Linked DNA regions of Rattus norvegicus: region 1 is linked to region 2. A link is a contact called in public Hi-C data. All regions are on one chromosome and are shown on one strand. Each heading gives the region's core, a stretch centred on a gene start, on an enhancer-like site or on the middle of the called end of the contact. The rest is flanking DNA. Distances are from core to core; before and after follow the strand shown. Region 1 holds the start of Afdn (afadin, adherens junction formation factor). Region 2 has its middle 34 kb from the start of Rnu6-395.

The links. A called contact is a pair of places that touch in the nucleus more often than the background predicts.
Region 1: a Hi-C map of liver shows a contact between it and region 2, with 2.6 times the contacts expected there. The contact joins the promoter of Afdn here to the enhancer-like site in region 2. A contact is called at or near these places in 2 of 12 Hi-C or Micro-C datasets (kidney and liver).

The regions. Positions count from the first base shown.
Region 1 is chr1:58,038,750-58,044,257 of GRCr8, forward strand. It overlaps Afdn (afadin, adherens junction formation factor), which reads left to right and starts at 2,892. Exons shown (of 34, transcript NM_013217.3): 1 at 2,892-3,124. The coding sequence starts at 3,020. LOC120100106 (a long non-coding RNA gene) reads right to left here. Exons shown (of 5, transcript XR_005499870.2): 1 at 3,598-5,508.
Region 2 is chr1:57,974,491-57,979,744 of GRCr8, forward strand. No RefSeq gene overlaps it. Among named protein-coding and RNA genes, the nearest start is that of Rnu6-395, 34 kb to the left of the region's middle. Within about 2 kb of position 3,336, at least 41 of the 93 cell types and tissues checked have an H3K27ac peak or open chromatin away from gene starts, as enhancers often do. A contact at or near this core is called in liver, where this site is marked.

The DNA.
Region 1 (5,508 bases), core at 1,642-4,141, 64 kb after region 2:
AAACCCCCAGTACAGCATAAGCTGGAAGTGGTACGTAGCCCCCAACCCCAACAGCCCCCACCATAGCCCTGTTACTCAGGAGGTACAGGGGAGGATCAGAGTTCAAGGTCATTTTTGGCTACAGAGTAAATACAAGGCCAGTCCGAGAAACATAAGACTGTCAAAAAAAAGGAGGAAAGGAAAACTAACATCTTGTAATTTACTTGTTCTCATATATTTCCCCCACCATACTAGTACTGATGTTTTTGTTTTTCTGTTTGTTTGGTTTTCAAGACAGGGGTTCTCTCTGTGTAGTCCTGGCTGTCTTTGAATTCACGGAAATTCACCTGCTTCTGCCTCCTGAGCTCTGGGAATAAAGGCGTGCGTACCCACTGCCTGGCTCAGTACTGATAGTTCTTACTGTTTAATAGGCCACTAACATTTTAATATCTTGAAAAGGGAAGATCTGGACTGAAGTATCAAGTGGGAACTTAAATGTTCACAACTGACTAACTGGATTACAGTCGGCCTCACCTAGTGCAGCCTTGTTGGACTTCACATACACTCTTTCACTAGATCTGTTTCTGGACTGGACGTGGTTAATGAAGCTCACTGAGGTTTTGGGCTTTTCTTCTTTTTCCACATCACACTGTCAGGTGTGACCAGTCACCATGCTTAAGGACAAAAGGGTCAGGGTTTTATCCTCACGTGTCATTTGAACATCTGTAAGCATAATTCTCTTTATGGTGCTGGTGACAGAACCCGGGGCCTCATGCACATTGGGAACCTCTGTACCACTGACTTGCAGCCCCAGTGAGCCCTTGGCTTAAGCACCTGTCCCCCTCAAATTCAGGACACAGGCTGTATCACCATGGCTACCCTATGCCCCTTTCTTCTTTTATGGTCATCACGACACATGACTCAGAACATTGTTTTGGTTCCCTATGCTTCTTCTTGAACTTCTAGCTCACTCTGAAGGATGGCCTTCAATTCCTCATCTTCCTGCCACGCCTCCCTGTTCTTAGAACACAGGCCTGGCCTACCACTCCTCATTTATCTTTTCGTCTCAAACAATGAGGATTGGAATAATGGGCCAGCCTAAAGCTCTCCTTGGCTGAACACAGAATAGTTCTTTGAGTCCTGGTTGTGAGAGAATCACAGGTATTCTGTAGATTTCGAGTTGCTTTTAAGCCTTTATCAATATACTAATAACTTACAATGATTTATACTTTGGGAACTGATTCACTGGTCAAGATGATACAGATGGAGCTTTTTAAAGTAAACCAGAAACCAATGGTAGCTGACATGGATTTGAAGCCTTGCACTGTATGGCGGCTTCTCTCCATACACATTTCTTCCCATAAAAACAACACTGCAGAGTCCATTTTCAGTTTCTAGCAATACTGAATTTTCCCTTTAGCAACACAGTGCCATGGGTGTTCATTGTCTAATTGCTAGCTTGGCAACCTAATTCTGTAAAAGCCAGTTCTTCAGCAGGAATACAGCTCATGCTGTGAAAACCAGTTTACACGGGCTCTAGAAGGGGGAACTATGAGTGTGGAGGCTAGTGAGGGTCTTGAGCTACACTGACAGTGGAGTCCACACAAAAGCACAAGAACTTAAAGGCACAAAGGAACAGAATGCTAGGACAGGAAGACACATTCATACACATATGCTTTTCTTTTTTTTTTTTTCTTTCTTTTTTTTTTTTTTGCAAATCACCCCTCCTTTAACTTGCAGAAGAGGACGAGGGGTCTATAGAAGAATTCATTCCCTATGGCACGAGTTCAACACCAGGCTCCTCTGCTGAAAGGCCCCCTTATGTAGCCTTGCTGTGCTAGTGCAGTCGCAAAGCAAAGGAAGACAAAGCCCAGCCTGGGGGACAGATGCTCTTCTTTCCTACAAAAGAAGAAATCCAACTGGTAGAGAGACAAACATAGCTTCTCACTGGAAGAGGGAGATAGCAGAAGTAAAGAGGTCGTGTTAAATACAGTGTATTACTCTTTTAGCTCCTAAGGCTTTCCCTTAGAGCATGCCACAGAGCATGCCAAACACCAGTTTTACCTGGATGAACAGGGGAAAACAGCTCTTTCCGGATGTGTTCTCCAGCGAACAGATATTTTTGGCACGGAAGAGGCAATGAAAAAAGACAAAGAAACAAACGTCTGTAAAACCCAGAGCATTTGCTGTTCAAGTTAATTTTTGGGTTTCTAGGTTCACCGGGGCGCTTTAAAAGATTAAAAATCTCACGCTAGGGGAAGCTATGTCTCTCCCCGTTCTAACTCGGGTTCGCTGTTTCCCCCGAGGTGGCGTGCGCTCCCCGGAGACACAAAGAGCGCCGCCGCTCCCTGCCAGGGGCTGAGGAATGCGGGGGATCCAAAAGTCACCCTGAGCCGGAGGAGGACTCGGAAAACATTTGCACTGACGCTCACACACAACCATAATAATTTATCTTTCCTCGGGAGAAAGGTCAGCTGGGACTTGACCCTAGCAGCCAGCGCAGCCCAGGCGTCAGGGCCGCGGCGGGATGGCCGGCCAGTTCCGCCGGCCGCGCAGCCCACGCCCACCTGTCCACCCGGCTAGGCAGCTCCCGGCCGCCCCGCCCGTCAGGGTGCCGCCCGGCCGCTCGCTGGCAAGTTCGTCACACCTCAGCCTACCCAGGGCGGACCCAACGCGGTCTCAGGACCAAGCGGTTCCAGTCTAGACTCACAGCGCCGGCACAGAGCAAGTACTGCCCGCAGACACCCGGCGCGCCCCCTGCACGCACGCGCGCGCGACCACGGGGCAGCACCTAGCGGCGCGGCGGTGCGCAGCGCGCTCTCACGGGGACGCGCACGGCGGGCGGGCGCGCACGGCGGCGGGAGGGCGGGGGGCGGCGCTCGGCGCACCGGCCGCGGCTGAGGCGGGCTGAGGCGGCGCGGGCCGGACGCGGGCCGAGCCTGGCGGAGGACGCGCGGCGGCTGCGGCGGCGGCGGTGGTGGTGGTGAGGCGGCCTGAGGTGTTCCGGCCCAGCGGGTCGCGGAGAGGAGCCGCCGCGATCATGTCGGCGGGCGGCCGCGACGAAGAGCGGCGGAAGCTGGCCGACATCATTCACCACTGGAACGCCAACCGGCTGGACCTGTTCGAGATCAGCCAGCCGACCGAGGTGAGCGCCGCCGCCGGGGCGTGAGGGGAGGGGGCGCGCGCGGGCCGGCGACGCGGAGGCCGCGGGAGGCAGAGCGCGGTAGGGTCCCGCGGCCGCCCCTCCCCCGCCCGCCTGCCTGCCGGCCCGCGGACCCGCCCTCGCCCGCGGCCCTGTCCCCTCGGCCTCCGCCCACCGTGCTGGCCAGCGGGGTCCCTAGGGGCGCTCGTCCTTGTCGCCTCCTGCCGCGCCCCGCCGCTCGGGCGGGGTCCAGGGCGACTTGGTAGCCCTTGCAGCGGGCGGGCCGGCCACCTGCGTGCGGAGACGCACCTGGACGTGCACTTGTGTCCCCCGGACCCCGCCTGGCCACCCACGTGTGTCCTCAGACCCCCACCTGTGTCACGGGGACCCTTTTCAGGACACGCACTTGTGTCCTCAGGCCCCGCTCGCGCCCACAGGACTGCACCTGGCCGCCCACCTGTGCCCGCACGACCCACCTGTGCTTCCGGGCCCCCACCTGGCAACGCACCGGTCCCCCACGCGGACCGTGCGGGCCGTGGGCCTTCCCCTGCGGGATGCGCTCATCGCGGCCGGTTTCTTTGATGGCGTCTTCCTACAGTCGGGACGCGGATCTCGGCCCCTCCGAGGCCACGTGACCGGCCGGTGCCCGCGGTGGTGTGAGCCCCGTGCGCTCCACGGCGCTCGTGCATCCGGGCCTGGCGGGGCACGGTGGCGCGCAGCGGGCGGACCGATAACCCCTGCTCCAGCCCGGTGCTCTGGCAGTACGCAACGGGAGTGCGGGAAGAGTTCTGGACTATCTTGTGGGTGGGGTGAGGGCAAGTATCCAGCCGGCTGGTACCCGGGAGACTGCGGGCGGAGCTGCGTGGCTGGCGGGGACCCCGGGGAAGCCTCCTGTGACAGCGGGCCCAAGGGCCTTTGGTTAAGTTGTGGCTGGGCAGACTTGCTCCATGCGACCCCACACTTTACCCTAGACTTGTGCCAGATCTGGAAATAGCTCTGGCTTTGAATTGTTGTAAGAGGGGCTGACTAAAGCACAGCAGCCAGCGCTTAGCTGCGAACACACTCTTGGTAGATCTGAGCTATCTCTTCGAATTGACTCTCATGCATGACCCTTTTGACTTAATTTTGCCTGTGGAGGAAGGCAGGTTTCCCTCTCCTTTCCTCTCACCTTCTTGTGAGCATACTTGACCTAGTTAGAACCCTTTCTCTCGAGCCCTATTTGACAAGCTAAGGTAAATTATTAGGTTCTCGTTGCCAATTTGAACACCGGTGTTAAGTTACTCCTGATTCATAATTCATCTTCTGTAACGATTTTACGAGTTGTATTTTAGTAAGCAAATTTACTGTGTAGTTAGTGTTCATTCAAAGCCTTACAAGCGATTCTTTAGAAAGGAGCTGTCAACCAATTTAAAGTCTCAGCATTATCTTGTCTTTCAAAATAATTAGCTTGATTTTTTTTTTTTTAATGGTAGGATAAACTTTGGAAGTAAACTATTGCTAGTCAGGTGAATTCTCCTGTCGCCCCCCCCCCCCCCGAGTTTTTGTCTCTGTTGAGAAGTAACATTCAGCCTAGTGTTTTAGTCTTAAAGTGAGGTGTTAACTTTAAAACATTATAAATTAAATATTTTAGATTTGAATGGATTTTATTTTATAAGCATCTATTTGGAACTTTTTATCTATCACTTTGGAGAGGTGAACAGTTATTAAAGTTGCATGTTTTGGGGGATGCTTCCCCCTTCCCGCAGTTTTCTGCAGGTAAAGAGTTGTGTAGACAATGAAAAAAATTAAAGGTGAAATTGCCTTTTTCATGCTAGATTATCCTCCCTTACATCTGAACATTGCTATTTTTAGAAACAACTTGTGATTGAAAGCCTTTCATGATGAAATTAATTTGTTTTCAAAATGTCTTTTTATGATGTAATGACTAGCTCACATTTTCTATTTTGTATTTTAGAGAATCTTTGGGTACTATTAAAATTATTCTGTTCTTCAGTTTGAAGCTAAGTTTATTAGCACACTGCATCATAAAAGTAAGCCGAGTTCTGAGTTCTCCAAAGCAGTAGTGTAAGGCCAGTGGCTGCAGCCTGCTTTATCCAAGCTGAATCTGAACAGTTTTACCACCCTCTGTTTGTTTTTTATTCCATTCGGCTGTTAAAAGTCAAGCAGTTTTCTACAAGAGGATACGAATTACACCAACCCCTGTAGATGTTCACTAACCATTGAAAAGATTCACTGCAGAAGTTGATCTGTCGAAGATTGAAGCCTTGTATTTGTTTAATTGGGAAGTCTTCTATGCATGTTTGTAAGAGTGTGATGAGTGTTTTATTTTGGTACAGTGTTCAGTGTCAATTGCCACATTTTAAACTCCACTAGTCACCTGTGACTTG
Region 2 (5,254 bases), core at 2,086-4,585:
GCTCATGTAGTTTTATTCATAATCAAAAGTAACCCTGACGTTCTTCAGACAAATAAGCAAAACTGTGGTACGCCAAACCATGGGATATCATTGGATACTAAAAAGCAATGATCTCTCAAGGCATGACAGGAAATAAAAATCTCCCACGGTGAAAGAAGCAATCTTAACTTTAGCTATACAGTGTTTGGGCCTTAGTGAGGCCAGTGACTATCTGCTATTACATGGGAGGGAGTACCATGGCTCGGTTCTGCAAAAGCGTAGGTGTTGAAGGCATGGTCCTTGGCTTGGTGCTATGATGAGTCAGGCCTGGTGGGGAAAAGTTTGAGATTTGGCAGTGTGGAATGACTGAGGAATATTAGGACTTTAGGTTCTTGTCCGTGTCTTTGCTCCTGATGGGAGTAAGGTAAACAAACTTCCTCTGATACGTGGCCCCACCACAAGATGCCACCTTTGCAAAAACCATAGCTATCATCTTGAAGGAAATAAGAGATAGTTTGTTCTGGAGCTGTTTTGAGTGACCATAGTTCAGGAACACAGAATTAGGTAACTCCAAATTCCAACTTTCAACATGGAAGCAGTCTCATCAAGTCTTACAGTTTTACAAAAAAAAAAAAAAAATCATGAAAAAGATAGTCATAAATCAAGGCGACTTTAAAAATACATTGGTGGGGACATCAGTGAGGTGGTAACAGCAAGACGGGGAAGCTTTTCTGTTGGCCCAAAATGCTATGTGATGTCAGTCTTAGCTGTGGGGTTGGTGGAAGCTAGTAGTCTGTTAATAGATTTCAAAAGGTTCTTTTTTTTTTTTTTTAAATCTATTAGGCATAGGCTTTTTAGATCTTACACAGAAGTGGACAAGAAATGGTTGGCTGTTCCAGAGAGCTAAAGCTAGCCCAAGATACAGTGGTTGGCCTCTGGACCTGCAACATTCTAGTTCTGCCACAGTACTCTAAGCTTTAATCCATCAAGCAGTCTCTGCAGACACAGCTTCTTCTCATGAGTTCCTGTTCACAGCCCTCAATCAGCTGGGGACTCAAATCTCTAACCCTATGAGCCCAAGGAACCCTTTTCTTCCTTCCTAATATGATAATTGCAGGTAGTTTGTTACTGTTCAGGGCAGTGAGAATTTGCATATGCATAGACAAGTCTTTGTGCTCGAGAGAGACACCACGGGAAACCCTAAGCAAATGTGGACTGTGGGTGGATGCTCATTGCGCAGCAAGTGTACTAATTGGTTAGATTGTATTAGATTGGTTCTAATGCTTTGATTCAGTCAGGAATCTGCACATCCAAACATTAAGGGTCCTTGTCCCCACTAGTTTTTTTTATCAATCAATAGAGATGCCAGCAGCCAGTGGTTGGACAAAGGAACCCGGGGCAGGACCCTGAGAGTTGCAAGGGCTAGAATGGAGTTCGGAGGAGATGTGGGATCGCCATGACTCAGAAGGACGGGACGCAGGAGCTGCAGGAGAAAAAGCCAACCAGCCATGTGAGAATCCAACGGGGTAGCCACCGGCCACTTTCCCAACTGGACTTGTGGTGGGGCACAGGGAAGGTTTATGAGTGCCTAACCTTTGAGATAGCAAAGGTATTTCAAAAATAAACAAGGGGGGGCTGGGGATTTAGCTCAGTGGTAGGGTGCTTGCCTAGGAAGCGCAAGGCCCTGGGTTCGGTCCCCAGCTCCGAAAAAAAGAACCAAAAGAAAAATAAACAAGGTTGTGTGTGTGTGTGTGTGTGTGTGTGTGTGTGTGTGTGTGTGTGTGTTTCATTCTAGAATTCAAAGATTCCCTGGGGTGGGCAGCGGAAAGCTCCACCCACCAGGAACATAAAATGTTATAGCAAAAACTCGCCGCTACAACTGGGACGTTTGGGAAATGTCTTGGCTTTGCCTGAAGGAGTAGGTCCATGGGAAATTTCTACATCCTCCTCTCAAGTTTCTTTGGGAGACTAAAAGTGCTCCAAGAGAACGAAGTCATTTTAAAAGAGCACAGCCCAAGAGATGGCTTATTGGCTCTAGGCATATGCTGCCAAGCTTAACAGCCTGAGCTCAATCCCTTGGTCGTGGAAAGAGAGAATGGACTCCCACAGGTTGCCCTCTGACGTCATACACGTCATGGCACACATACACGAGTGCATGTAATTTGCTGGATGAGTAAGTATAATTAAAAACATATTTAGTGATAGCTGCCATTTACTGGGGACTATTTTGTGACAGACACAGGAACAGAAGTATATTGTCTCAAATCATATCCAATTAAATATGAAGTCTGAGTGTATTTTAGAGACTGGGAAACTGAGGGGCATTTGTGTCTGAGTGTAGCTGTGTCTCAACCCTCTCTCCGTGTAGAGAAGTCCTTCCTCTGTCTCGGCTGAGCCGTCCTTCATGTGGCCTGTCATTCCTCTTCCCTACTAGAGATCGGACAGGCAATACCCAGAAAGACCACTGTAGAGACTGTCCCAGGGGGGCTGTGTTGACTCTCTGCCATGTAGAACAAGGGGACAAAGCCAAAGTGGAAGAGAGGCAGGACAGGACACACAGCTTTCCTCAGTGGCTCTCCCGTGGCACGGTGTGTCTGAAAGAAACAGCTCACCAGTTTTACAACCCAGCACACGAACTCATGAGTTCAACTTTACCTCATTCGCTTGCCTGTCAGCCCCTCTACCTGCTCAATCCCACAGTCCTTCCTCCTGGGCAGACCATTCTGTCTCACCCTGGTTACCTTGTCATTCGTTCTAGGAGCTGCTCCCACATTTGTCCACCTGTGTGGGGAACTCCGGCTTGGAAACTGTCCCCAGGCTGTTGAGCAAACACAGCTCAGGGCGGGGATTCCCGTTGCATTCCCTGAGCAAGGAAGGAAATCCTGTGTGGACACACAAGCCTTCCTTAAACCTCTGACCCATATCCAGCCCCACTGTTTGATCCTCTTCCTCTGAAGTAAGGCATTTTTCAAAGAATACGACGAGGAATTGATACAAGAATTTTCCATGCTCCACAGTGGACTCGGCCTCTCTCTCGGTGTTTGCACAAGTGTGGGCTTTCTGGCCAAACAGCTCATTTTAGACAAAGGCCTAAATTCATCCAAAGAGGCTGACATTCAACCTACTCCACTCTATCTTTTTGAACTCTACTGTGTCCTGGACTCAGATTTGACATTGTGCAACTTCCTGACAGTGTCTGGCCATTATCCTGGAGGGAAAAGGCTATTTAAGTCCCTACTCACAGCCATACCCATTAGCCACAACAAAAACAGGCCTTTCAGTGCCCAGGATGGTGCCCTGAACTTGCAATGCCCTTGTGATCTGGGTTAAATTACAGTGCTTTCAAAGCTACTCCCCAGTGAGCTTGCAAAATGTGGAGCCTGCTGGCTCCGCCCTCTTCTATGGTTCACAGCGGCAGCTCCAATCCACTTGGATGAAAGCTGAGTGAATGCCAAGGGTGTGACCCAGTGCCTGGGGCCTTAGACCTAGAGGCAGTCTCCATAGAGCCCAACACCGAAAGGCTGTGGAAGATCCAATGGCGTTGGCGGAGACCTGAGCTACACTGAACCTTGAGGTGTCTGGAGCCGTCCAACTCCCCTCAGGACACAGCATGCAGAGATGGAGCTCCTAGAGGTTGCTCCAGGGCCCTCTGTCCAACACATATACCCGTGAAGCTAGTGAACAGGACGTCCTCATTTCACATGTAAGAGAACCCCAGAGAGTTTCTGTAAATTCCTTGGGATTCCAAAAGAGTGAGACAGCAGTTTACACCTTCTGCTGGCATCCAGCCCAGCCATGATGTCAGGGTCTGAAGAGACAAAAAAGTACCGTGAAAAACTCCTCAGAGCCCTCCTGGTTGACCCCTGGCTGCTCTGATCTCATGTCTACGAGCCCCTCCTGGGCAGACCCTGCTCTCAGTCCTACAGAGCCCTGGAACTGCCTACAAAGCAAAGGCCTGCCTGCAGCAGGCAAAGCAGGCTTTCTCCTGCTCAGGTGTCATCTGGTTACTCATCTCCCCTCTGATGTTAGACGTGAATGTGCCGTCCTCCACGTCTGCCCAGAAGGCAACTGGAAGTCCATGCTTCTTGGCTAAAAGAGCCCATCCTGGAGAAAGTCCAATGCACCAAGCACATAGGAGACAAAGTGAGGTGGGCTCCTTGAACCCTGGCTTGGGGTCTCACTGGGGAAGCTAGATTGTCCCCGTGCTGGGTACCAGACACAGATGGAGGTCAGAGCTGAGCTGGCAGCTATGCTAAGGACCTTCTCCACCAACGCTTGCTGCTGCACAGATGGAGGGTCCATGGGTTGTGTTTGTTTTAAGACTTAATTATTTATGTATATCAGTACATTGTCACTGTCTTCAGACACACAAAAGGGTATTGGATCCCATTACAGATGGTTGTGAGCCATGCCATGGTGGCTGGGACCTGATCTCAGGACCTCTGGAAGAAGAGCAGTCAGTGCTCTCAACCGCTGAGCCCCACCATCAACCATCTTTCTAGCCCCTGAGAATCTGTGTTTTAAACTGAGCAAATATTCTTCCCCTACTATTCCTCTGAAAAGATGGGCGACCTGAAGAGGCCCTCATACTTCTCTAGGGATTGAGTGGTGTGGGTGGCCCAAAGCCACTACTCAAACCAAGAAAGACTGTTGCCAGCATAGTCTGGGGAGGCAAGGATGTAAAAGCTCCCCACAGCCACGCCAAGAAAGGTCATTTGTAACTTGAATTGAAAAGGGAATTGTGGGTTCTGCCTGAACAGATACCACAGCTGTTACATGGACCCCATGGTCCTCCCAGCAACCCATTCTATATCAGTAAAGAGGACAAGGTGGAATGCAGTGCCTCGGAGTGGTACCCACAATATCTGCACTGCTTTGGCCAGATATTCATCTGGGGCGAGATGGATTCATTGCAAAGATTAAGGAGACTGCTACCTTCTGTACGATATACCATGCCAGCAAGTCTGCCTGCCTTGCTTTGTTTCAAGCCCCTCTGGTCAGCAGAACACCTATCCTGCCACGCTGACCAGAACAGCAGACGCCATTAAGTCAGAGCAGCAACACTATAGTTTGCGTTACTAATCAGCAGCGTCATCTCACAAGGTATAATTATGTTTGTGTGTGTAGAGGTGATATATATATACATGTTCATGTATGTTTGCATGTGCCTATGTGTGCATGCATGTGTACGGTCCAGAGGTTAAAATGGTTAGTCACTGTATACCTTATTGTTTGAGATAGAGTCTCTCACTGAACCTGGATTTTACCAAGGAAA